Regions from separate parts of the Zea mays genome. Here region 2 is linked to region 1. The links are chromatin contacts, called in public Hi-C maps. All regions are on one chromosome and are shown on one strand. Each heading gives the region's core, a stretch centred on a gene start, on an enhancer-like site or on the middle of the called end of the contact. The rest is flanking DNA. Distances are from core to core; before and after follow the strand shown. Region 1 holds the start of LOC103637733 (probable inactive poly [ADP-ribose] polymerase SRO1). Region 2 has its middle 220 kb from the start of LOC103637733.

Evidence for each region. A called contact is a pair of places that touch in the nucleus more often than the background predicts.
Region 2: a contact with region 1 is called in a Hi-C map of endosperm, with 8 times the contacts expected there. The contact joins the enhancer-like site here to the promoter of LOC103637733 in region 1. A contact is called at or near these places in 4 of 25 Hi-C or Micro-C datasets (ear, endosperm, leaf and 1 more).

The regions. Positions count from the first base shown.
Region 1 is chr1:105,459,473-105,465,579 of Zm-B73-REFERENCE-NAM-5.0, reverse strand. It overlaps LOC103637733 (probable inactive poly [ADP-ribose] polymerase SRO1), which reads left to right and starts at 1,350. Exons shown (of 7, transcript NM_001428418.1): 1 at 1,350-1,574; 2 at 2,509-3,797; 3 at 4,123-4,364; 4 at 4,466-4,551; 5 at 4,849-5,031; 6 at 5,129-5,224; 7 at 5,492-5,889. The coding sequence starts at 2,683. The coding sequence ends at 5,557. It overlaps LOC100191176, which reads right to left. Exons shown (of 8, transcript NM_001136611.1): 8 at 5,934-6,107. The coding sequence ends at 6,077.
Region 2 is chr1:105,683,404-105,689,156 of Zm-B73-REFERENCE-NAM-5.0, reverse strand. No RefSeq gene overlaps it. Among protein-coding and RNA genes, the nearest start is that of LOC103637733, 220 kb to the right of the region's middle. Within about 2 kb of position 3,671, at least 14 of the 20 cell types and tissues checked have an H3K27ac peak or open chromatin away from gene starts, as enhancers often do. A contact at or near this core is called in ear, endosperm and leaf, where this site is marked.

The DNA.
Region 1 (6,107 bases), core at 101-2,600:
TATACGTGTAAATGGAGATGATTTTATGTGATTTGGTGATGGATTAAGTTTGTTGAATATTTGATTTTATTCAAATTAAACTTTGTGTGCTATTTTTAAACATTTTTCTAATGTTCACACAACTATCCGTACGTGTGATGTGATGATGGATGAGTAGTTGCTGTTTGATTTTTTTTTCCTGATTTTGATTTTTTTTTTTTTGCACAAGACGGGTATTTGGCCCCTTGATTGCCAAATATAACAGAGTGAAAAAAATCCTCCATGAAAATTAAAGTATCATTTAAAATACTTTTAAAATCCTCTTGCTGGATTATTTCCCGGGGCTTTTTGTCCTCTCGCTGCCAAACTAAGCTCTAGTGGTCAATCTTCGTATCTGCATTTGTTTCATCAAGACTCGAAGACTTCTGGCAATCAACGATTGTTTGGTAAAGTAGTATTCAATACCTGGCTCTGGCTCTGGCTACATAAAAATCTTATTAGGTCTGCAGTCAGTCGTATCGACTCCGAGTCTGAGGTCTGTTCAGATGATCATTTTTCACACAAGTATTGTATCTAGCACTTAATAAAGTTTATTAGGTGTACACGATGGTGATGGAAATGATGTTAGTTTTCTCTAGTGCGCAGCCATGGAGTAGGAAACCACATAGAAAGCGCAAGTATTATTTAGATCAGCGCCAACAAATCCTCGATGGCGTGGGCCAAAGTTCTCCATAGATTCGTGAAACACGACGTGCAATTAAGTTCAATCCACCAAAACTATACATACTGACACACTAGCCAGCAAATTGATATGGATATCCAGTTGGGCTGCGAAGGCCAATCTGAACGTTGGGCGCAAGAATTCAGAATACGGCATCAGCACGTCGCCTCTGCCCGACACACGCACGCAAACCATTAGAATTTACTCCATAATTTAACGAAAAACAAAAACCTGCAACGTGTGGACGGCCGTGATGCGGCTGCTGTGGGACAGGTACCGTTGACCTCAAGCGTGAACCGTCCGATGCAAGCACGCATGTCGGCATCACGACGTCGCCCGCTCGCCATTTTTTTTGCTTATGGCGCAAGGAAAGAGGCTGGCAACTTGGCATCCAAGTTTAGCGCCTTGCGTACCCGTGCCCAGGTGGGTCCGGACCCATGCGTCGGAGAGCGATCGAGGACGGAGGGCGGTGGGTGGATAGGATAGGCCGGAATAATAATAACGCAGGTGGGGTCACGGCAAAGGCGTGCCGCGTGCGTGGACCTCGCCCTCATCTCTTCTGCTCCGTGTTCAATAATTCCACCACCGCATAGCTCCTGCCTTCTTCCTAGTTCCTACCTTCGCCCCCCCCCCCCCCCCCCCCCGCCGTCGATTCGTGCTGCGCTCACCTCGACCCAGTTCAATATCGCTGGCGAGGGAAGCAGCAGCAGAAGCTCCGGCGAGAACCCCCACCTCCGGCTATCGCCTGGGGATAAAGTGGGGTCGGTAGGGGCGGTGACCTAGGGGGAGCAAAAGGGATCCGATAGGGAGAGATGAAGCAATCAATTTATTCGTCCGCCGTCGCCCCTGCTAACGCCCCCACTACTAACCCTAGGTAAGCGTCGTCGATCGGCGGATCTGCTTGTCTGACTGACTGGTTCCTCGGCGAAGAGGATCCCCTTGTATATTGTATATGTATGTATTTTCGATCTGGAAGCTTTTTTTTTGATCTGTAGCCTTCATGTTCGATTTGTTGGATGCCAATTATATGTGCTATGAAGATGTGAATTGTTGGGGGCTAAAGCAGATTTGAGATCACCAAATCGATTCTTCTATGTATTGTTGACTTTTCAAAAATTTCCATTCCTGCACTGCAGTCCTGTTTAATTACTTGTTAAATTATCCATGGAAACTGAGTGGATTTTGTCAGAATTCCGCTGAATTTTACCCTATGCACCATATTCTGATGTTTACTTCTATTACTTGACTAGTCATTTACTGCCCTGCCATGTGCTCTGCAATGGATATGGTCTAAGATACAAGTTTTCTTGCTCCATGTTCAGTTAAATTCATTGGTTAACTGCTAATTTGTGCATGAAAGAGAATATTTGGTGCTTTAATCCATCACCATAGATTATTTCATAACCATGTTATCTGTAGGTTAGTACAAGCATCTTGCTCCCTCACCAGCAGCAGACCTTCATGGCTAATAATACCATAATAGTAAAAGCCTCTCTATCTGTCTATATGGTTGCAGCACTCCCTAGGCATTGCTAGTCAACAGGTTGACTTATTTTTCATGGAAAGAACATTTTTGCACCACGACATGACAAAAGATGTGTGCACTTCTATAATCTGTTTGGCCATGCTTAACATAACAGCTAGTGACAGCATTAAGATTTGGATTTTTCCCAGGGTCTCACTGGAAAATTGATACCATAGTCATTCCTTTTTTTTTTGAGTGTCCTGCTGTAATCCAATATTGTTTTGCTGCATATAAAGTGCAGCAACAATTATCTTACTGATTTCTGACAATTTTCCCTTAGCAGGATCATACTGTCTTTTGGCGTTTCTTCTCCGGCTCTTTTTCGTTTGCCTGTCGGTTACAAGGTGGAACGTCTTCAGAAGCTTCTCCACTAGATTAGTGTAAATAGTAGACTTGTTCAGGTTTAGTTTGGTTGGAAGAATTAGTTTCTGGTTCGTGTTCATTTCTGCTAGCAATAATGGCTGCGATGAACGGAAAGGTATTGGGTAAATGTGGAAGGAACATGAATAGTCTCAAGAGAAAGCGGGAGAACCCCGCTGCATATGATGCTGACATATTCCACAACTCTGAATTGCATCAGCACCCTGTCAATGATTCTGCTGTTAGGTTTCATGTTGATAAAGACCGCAAGGCAAAGATCGTGTGCCACTTCAACAAGCAGGTTTTGCAGAGCTATAAGAACTTCATGAGTAGCGCACCACCTAAACGTATTTTGCTTCGCATAGGTGCTGTCTGGAAAGACTTCCCAGAAAAGATTGTCAAATTGGCACAAGCTGACTTCAGGGCGAAAAAAACAATCACAGAAACAGGATATCAGAACCAGCTATTTTTGCTGGATTTTGCCCATATGACATTCATAGACACGAAGACAGGTCTTCAGAGGCCGATTGCTTGGATCGATGAAAATGGAAACCGCTACTTCCCAGAATCATTTGTGCAAGATCAGAAAATATTTATGAAGAAAGATTTTGGCAACGGATATCATGATTACATTAGTGTTGAGTCAAATGGGACACGAGAAATGAATGACCAGCTTGGAACATCAGAAAGTTCCGCAGAAAGTTCAAACTTCGGTTCAAGTACTGAAGATGTTTCCAGTCCTAAGAGAGCTAGAGCTGAAAATAATTCCATCATAAAAAAATACTGTGATATGGGAGAAGCTATTGGAGAAAATGAGCCATGCACTTTGTTGCCTACAGCCTGTAACCTACTACCACGCCAAGCTAATCTGGGTGAGGTATCACGTGCCCAGCGCACTATTGAAGCCGTGGAGAAGCTGTTGTTGCAGGGGATGGGTTCAGTTATTGAATCCAAGGACATTATTGGAATCTACAGGACTCCATTATTGGATGACCATGGACAAGTCCGTTACCATAATCACGAAAAGCATGTACAGGTTACCAGATGTCATCGTGGAAACGCAAATGTCCGTTATGCATGGCTTCCTTGCTCCAAAAGCACTGTGCATGAAATGATGCTGAATAGTTCTTTACAAGTTCATAAGCCGCCCATTAAGTGTGCAGCCTATGGAGAGGGCACATTCCTTACACCAGCAAATCGTTCTGATGCCTGGTATGTTCTTGATATATTAATTGTTCCATGTATGTCAGGATTTTCCCTCCCCCTTTCCAAATCGTTGCTGGCACCTGACTCTCGTATCTCATCTATGTTTCTTAGCTGTTCAGATTTCCTGAGATCCGTTATGTTTGCATCTATGTATCAGATGCTTGCTCACTCCTGAGTTCATTACTTTCCTTTTACTGACATGCTATTCAGACGATTTTAGATTGATGACAACAACTAATTACTGTTTCATTTTATTGTTCTCGTTCCTCACTAAGTTCTTTTTTCTTTTCCTAACTGTTGCCAAATTCAATATTTGTATTACTTTCTGCAGTGTGAAATTCTCTGCTGTTGATGAAAATGGCATTGTCCATATGATGTTGTGCCGTGTTATAATGGGGAACGTAGAAATAGTTCACCCTGGATCTAAGCAGCACCAACCTAGTAGTGACTATTTTGATAGTGGAGTAGATGACCTTAAAAACCCACAACATTACATTGTGTGGGATATGAATCTGAATAGGCACATCTATCCTGAGTTTGTAGTCACCGTCAAATTGCCTTCTAAAACAAAAGGTAACTAATTGCAGCTACTGTGTCTTCAGTTTGTTTGACTTATTTGTTTCTTGATCTGTGGCAACCCAAATTTCCTTATTGCTAAGCATTTTCTGTGTCAGATTACTTCGTATCGCAAGAAGACTGCCAGAATTCATCTGATCTGTCACTGGTGTTGAATTCTAGTTCACCCGACTGTATTTCAGAGGTAAGATGCATTAACAAGATAGTACTCCAACACTAGAGTCAACTCCTGTTACTAACTTGATATACAGACGAGTTCCACTGTTGGAGCAGCAAGAGTGCAGTAATTCAGATTGTGTGATTTGACACAATACTTGACTTGTGTTTGCGTTATTGAGATTATAACTTGGAGCTGATTATATTCGCTATCTATGATAGAAACCTCCAAATATGATAAGTTTCCTTGTGAAACCATGCTGTTTTAGTCATGTTGGAGTTGGTTAAAGAACCAGTTAACAACTTCCTTTTATGCATAAAACAGGAGATGAACCTGGAGGCACCTCCAGCATTGGGAGGTGGATGTGCAGCCCCCATGCTAGGAGATTCGATGGCAAAGGCTCCAAGCTCACCTTGGATGCCTTTCTCTATGTTGTTTGCAGCGATCTCAACCAAAGTGTCTCCTCAAATTATGGACATGGTTATTGGTTGCTATGAAGAGTTTAAGGTCTGTTACAATTTTTTTTCTTCTCTTTTGGCTGAAGTCACCTTCCCTTCTATGGTATCCAGAATCACTTGTATTTGTATGATTGTGTGTTCGCCAGAGTAAGAAAATAAGCCGATGCGAACTAATAAAGGAGCTGAGGCACGTAGTTGGTGATAGAGTGCTAATATCGACGATAATGCGTCTCCAAGATAAGGTGTGAATCGCTCTACTTGTACGTTGCTGATACAGTGTCTTGGATTCTTTCTGAAATCCTGAAATCCTTCTAGCCATAAGGTGTGTCAGCTGATGCGGTTCTGGGATGGACCGCCAGTCTGCCACGCACTGAACTTCTGAGGCCTATATCTTTTGCTGTGAATAAGCTACTTTCCAAGAGCAACAGAACAGCAGTGGTTTTTTAGCTTGTTTCTTTTCACGCTGTTTTCTGAGGAATTCCTTCTCTTTTGTGTGTATTTGGCAGCAGTTGCCTCCTGTGGAGAGGCGTGAGGGACCGGGTGCATCAGCTGCCAAGATGGTGGCGAAACCGTGAGGCGGGTGTCGGTCGGTCGGTGGGCGAGGAATGCAGAAGGGAGGAAGCAGCTGACTTTGACAACCCTGTGGGAAGCAGCAACTATGAAGCCTCTTGTGTCAGTCTTTGTATGGCGGCTGATGTTTCTTCTTTCTGTGTCGTATGAGTATGTTTTTTCCTAGTAGATTGTATCAGGAGTTTTTCATTTCAAATTGAGCTGCGCATGTTCTTTTGAGCCTTTGGAATAGTTCGTCAACGAAAAAGGCTCCTTTTACCTTTCTGATAACAGTGTTGTGCATTGTTAATTAATGTGGGTCATATAGAATAATATATGATGTATACAATGTTTTTGAGTTTGGCTCTCGCTGCCAGTCGTGTGTTTATTCTGCACCCGTGGTACCCCACTAAACGTTAGTCGAGTTCATTTTATGCATCAACAGACAGATGACAAGTTCCTCTCTTATTTATTACACTGAAAAAACTAGTCCGGAATGGTGATGCAGAGAATTCTCCTAGAATACAACTGGGCGGAGGATTGTTTCAGATATTGGTCGGTGGGGCGTCGGATTCA
Region 2 (5,753 bases), core at 2,422-4,921, 220 kb before region 1:
AATCACCAAAATACTTAGAAATGGCCCAAAGGCACATTTCCCTTTCAGTGTTGCATCATGTATCTTATCAGCTTGCTCTTGCATTTTCCTGAAGGCTTTTGCGAAGACGATATCTGCTACGCTGCCTGTATCAACAAGGACATTGTGAACCAGAAACCCTTTGATAACACAAGATATGACCATTGCATCATTATGGGGATAGTCTTTGAGCTGAAAGTCCTCCTGAGAGAAGGTGATTGGAATGTGTGACCACTTGGATTTGGTGAAGGGTCCTTGCACTCCAACATGTTGCACCCTTCTTTATGCCTCTTTTTTTGCTTCTTGTTGGCTGGCTCAGAACTTGAACCGCCCGTGATTGGGAGCACCAGCTTGGTAGCCGAAGGTGCCGTGACCTAAGCTCATCGGGAAGCCATTGTCACTGTTGTGGTCGAAAGTGAGTTCACCCCATGGTGGGCGCCAATGTTGCTCACTTGCTCTTGAATGCTGTGAATCGGGAACAAGGCAACACAATTGTTAATTATTATGGACCTTCGTCTTTTGAAGCATTATCTCCACATAGGTACAATGCTCATCAGACGAAGGTCAAGAAGGGCATACCTTCATCATTTAACATGTAAACAGGAATGCAAAGGGACGAAGAAAGTAACTGTATCTCGTTGATTCATTCATATTTGCATTCTATAAAACATGTGTGAATATTAGCAGAATTCATATTACATTGATACTTTCGGCTTGCTTGAAGGTGAAGACGCGAGAGAGTGATTACAATTTAGAGTGAACAGTGCAGTGTTACTGTTCATCTATTTATAGGCACAGGACGCAGCCCGGGGGAAATTACATTCATGACCCTTAACATTCATCCATAGATAACCTAGATTACCAAGGTTTATCTTTCTTTTCTTCTTTTTCTTGACTTGAACCGAAGCTGAATGGTAGCTTTGGCATTTAGCAATGTTGCTTCCATGTCAGGTCTTCGTCTTGAGAATCTTTGGCAGAGGTTTTTGTCATATCTTGTGTATCATTTTGTCGAAGGTGTTTTTGTCTTGAGGACCTTCGGCGGAGAAGAAGACCCCCAATAGAGTTATCTTGCTCAATTGAAATAGTTTCATACCTTTGGACCAAATCAACATGAGAGCACTCTAGCTCCTCATGTTCTTTAGTCAACTCTTCCAAGCTTTGGATTTTTGTGGTGAGGACTTCTTCTAGCTTGTGAAGAGCTTCACTTTGCTCTCTCTCTCTCTCCCTTTAGAAGTTTGAGCATGACCGCCTTATCTTCTAGGCTTAGATGAGCGTAGAGTTGCATGAAGCTTCTTTCATCCTCCTCATCTTCATTTGTCCTTCCTCTATCATTTTCATTAGCCACACAACATATGTGGGTATCGAGATGGGAAGACAAACCTTTTGGAGAGGTGGATTCATCATTTTGTCTCCAACGTTCATTTTCTTCTTTTTCCTTTAAAGGGTTAGATTCACAAGGACTAAAGGAAGTAGAAGCATTATATGAACTAACATGTTTGGACTCATCAAATATATTTTTAATTCTAGTCCAAATATCATGCGCATCATGAATAGGTTCATCATATCTAATTATGAAGGCATGCTAATCTTCTTTGCTAAGAGAATTACCTAAGATGTCAAAAGCAAGATAATTTAAGCATAAACACCTTTGATCTTCCTCAGAAGCATTTTTCTTATCATAACTAGGAGGTATAATACTCTTGTCTAAAATTTGTTCTAATTGTGGGTCTATGGTCCTAAAAGCATTTATCACACTAGTAGACCATGAAGCATAATTAGAACAATCGAAAAGTTATATCTCAAGAGTTACCTCATTGTTCTCCTTCGGTGGTATCTTCTTGTTCTTTTGGATTTTTCTCCGAGTCATCACTTCGAGTTGTTAGACTCAATATGAAGTGCCTAGCTCTGTTACCAATTGTAAGTCACCTAGAGGGGGGTGAATAGGCGAAACCTAAAATTTATATTTAACACGACCCTTGATCCCTCGATTAGTGGTTAGAACAAGATGAACAATTATCGCAGTATAAAACTAAGTCATTTGCTTGCAAAAGTATTGCTTTCAAAGAATGCGGAATTAACACAAAACAACACAACTAAAATATCTATGAATAATAAAGCAAGAGGGCTTAGGTAAGAAGAGGAATAACACAAGTTCTTTCTTGCAAGGCGTTGCTTCTATATATGAGAATTTAACTTGAAGCAACATAAAGTAATATCAACAAAGAATAGTGTGTAACACCCAAAATTCTATTTTGGGATTTAGTAAGATTCTCTAAGACGATTGAGCATTAAAATTATTTCCTTTTACCTAATTGGGCTTCCTAAAATAAATAATGATAACACTAAAACTTTGATAGTTTAAGTATATATAAATATATACACACGAGATACATTAAAGCTAGAATTCGAATCAAAACTAAATAAAAATATAAACAAAAAAAGATCATTGATTATTTACTTAGGGAAGTAATTATTTTATGAATTATATGAACCCGCCAAAAAAAGTTAAACCATATATTATCAGGGATCATGTATTAGAAATTACTTTCTAAAAATATTGAATTTGGGCGCATGAATTGTATATTTGGAAGCATCCGCATAAATGAGTAAATAAATATAAAATATTTGCATTCATGTTTGCGTTTTTTGTTGTTGCATTTAATTTAAATTTGAAGACTCAAATTTAAATTTGAATATGGAATTTGAAATTAGAAAAGGGGAAAAGGAAGAAGCAATAAAAAAAGAATCGCATGGGCCTCATCCTAGCTTCTAAACCAAGTGCAACCCATGCCACGTCGTTTTTTATTTGTTTATTCCCCTTGACGCGCATGACGTCATCGTGATGCAAGCATGACATCAAGCTAGGAATGCACGTAGCCACCTCCCTTCACTTCTGTGTGGGCCTCTCCTCACGATAATCTTCTTCCGAGTTTGTTACGTATCGCGCAAACAGCTCCATCTTCTACCGTATCAGAGACAGAACAGAATCACGCAACAGCCTCTGTAACAAACTCAAAGTTTGTTGTAACCGCTTGTAAGATCTGAGCAAACCAGCAGATCTTCCCTGCCACCAGGCGCATAAATACCGGCCAAGACATGCCTTCGTTCTACCAAGCCTGAGCGAAAATATCTCGACCAGCCGAAAAAAACCAGAGAGAGAGGTAAGCCGTCGTCGTGATCAATGTCGTGCATGTGCCGCTGTTCAGGGTTGTACATGGAGTCCTATTTACCGGCTATGACACCGCCACGCCGTGAAGACCATATGCTACAGTTGGCCTTGTCTTTGTCTCCAACGACGGTACGATTTCACGCCTATGGTTCGCTACCGTCACGGAATCCTTTTTTTGCACCGCATCATGGACCATAGGGCCACCTGAGCGCTGGATCGGGGTGGCGTTTGCTGGCAATAGCGGCCGCCTGGTGGATGCAGTTCTGCCGCGGCAGACGCTAGAAGAGATAGGAGAGAGAGATGCAGGAGTGCGAGAGGTTGAAGATGGTGCGGGTACCGTCCATCTCGTGATGGGCGTCTATGATTAAAAGCGAACATACCCCTTCGCCCCATAAAATTGGGGTCGTGCGATGGAATATGGGCGAGTCAGATTAGGTGTGTGGCGTGGTGAATCCTGGATCGTCGGTCACAAATCCAACGGCCACGATTGTGTACTGGTTCGGAGTTATGCGGTTCTAATCTGGGCCACACGCCGTTGATGCAACGGCTAGGATAGACACGTACCCCTTCGCTGCGTAGGTTTTACATAAGAAACCCTGCGCTTTTATATAATCCACCCGCCATCCTCTGTAGTAGTGATATTATGACATTCAGGTCCTCAACTTTATACGTTTGACCCTATTCTTTCAGAAATTTATACCCGAAGTCCAAATCAATCTCAGATTTAATAAAATAAACCAGAAAAATAACTAATACATTTTAACTCCATTTTAGTCTGTTCCAGTTGCGTTGACTTTGTAATAAAATTTTCTACACAGTAGCGAACCTTATTTTGATATATCACATATTGTTATAACAAGATATTGATTTACCCTTTGAGTAGTAGATTTATTTTACTAATCAAGGTTTACAAGTCTATAATTATAATTAGACTAAAATAAGATTTCTAACCAAGATATAATCTAGTTTAAAGTGGATTTGATTATTTAGAGTATATTTACTCATATGATTAATATTAACCAATTTATAATGTATTAATATTCCATCATGTAGACATTCCGAAAACCATATCTGTTCCACTTTAACTCTGAATTTAGTGGTTCTCGAACCTAGGATCTAGTTACGATGCGTAGAAGATTATTATGCAGTTTGTACTTATGTTTGGTGTGGTGTTAATTTTACCTATACACTTTTTGTTTGTATTGCTACGAATAGCGCGAGGTTACGAGTCATCTTGAAGATCATCCTGGTACCTGGAATCTCAAGTCCCAGGCAAGTTGTGCCCTTGATCACTTTTATTTACCCAATAATGATTGCTATAATCATTTTGGCATGCATAGGCTTAATTTTGATGGGACCTAATAGGTCACCCTAGTTTGGTCATCATTACACCTTGTTTATCCTTGAACTTTTGGGTAATCTTTGCTATTGCTCTATATGGTTTTGGGATTAATATTACATTATGATCATGTTCTAATTATACTGTTGTTTTACTTATCGTTCATGACAATATGTCAATATCATTATATTAATTGGAACATCGAGCTTAACTTGAGAAACACGTGCCACCACAAGGGTGGAATGGGACGCCCTTGGTTGACTAATTAGGAAAGCTAGTGGAAGACTACCTTACCCGAAAGGGGCCAGGGCAGTAGGGGAGTAGGCGTGCACGGAGGTTCTCGGGTTGATTTTGCTGCGATGGCGGTCAGACGAGGGATTCCTGCATTGCTCTTCCTAGAAACTGTAGCGGTTTTCGAAAGCTAGTGGAACTTTGTAAAGGCCTCGTAGTGTTACCCTACCTCGCTTCCTTGGTAGAGGTGTATGGGGCCCGTACAACCCGTGGCAGATGGGTAACATGACTTGTGGGTAAATGGCACCACCTCTACAGAGTGTAAAACTGGTATACTAGCCGAGCTCGCGGTCATGAGCAGCTCAGGACTCTTGCATGATTAAATCATGGAACTAAATTCAATTTGTCATATGCATTGCACCGCGGGTGTTGTTATCAATTTCAATCTACTACTTATTTGGTTTGGTATCTACTTACACTTAGTAACAACTAATAAAATTTTGACCAACTTTAAAAGCAATGCTCAGCTTTGACCGTCCTCTTTGGTAAGCCTTACACTTCACATGAGCTCCCACTTTGGTGAGTTCATGCACATTATTTCCCACAACTTGTTGAGCAATGAACGTATGTGAGCTCACCCTTGCTGTCTTATACCCCCATACGTCAAGAACAGGTACCGCAGGATGAGGCGCATGGAGGATGTTGTGATGAGTTCGTGAGAGGTCTAGGCCGTCGTCTCCCAGTCAACTTCGGGTTGCTAGATCATTGTCTTCGTATGATGTAATTATTTAATTATTTTGTACATAACTCCTATTATATAGTAAAGATGTGACATTCGTTTCTGTACTATGAGTTATCATATGTGTAAGACTTGGTCCTAACACACCTGGTGATTATGTTCGTGCCCGGGTCTTGGTGCCCCAAAACCCGGGTGTGACATAGTGCAAGAGAACTTAGAGAGGGAGAAGACAAATAAATCACAAGCAATAAACACAA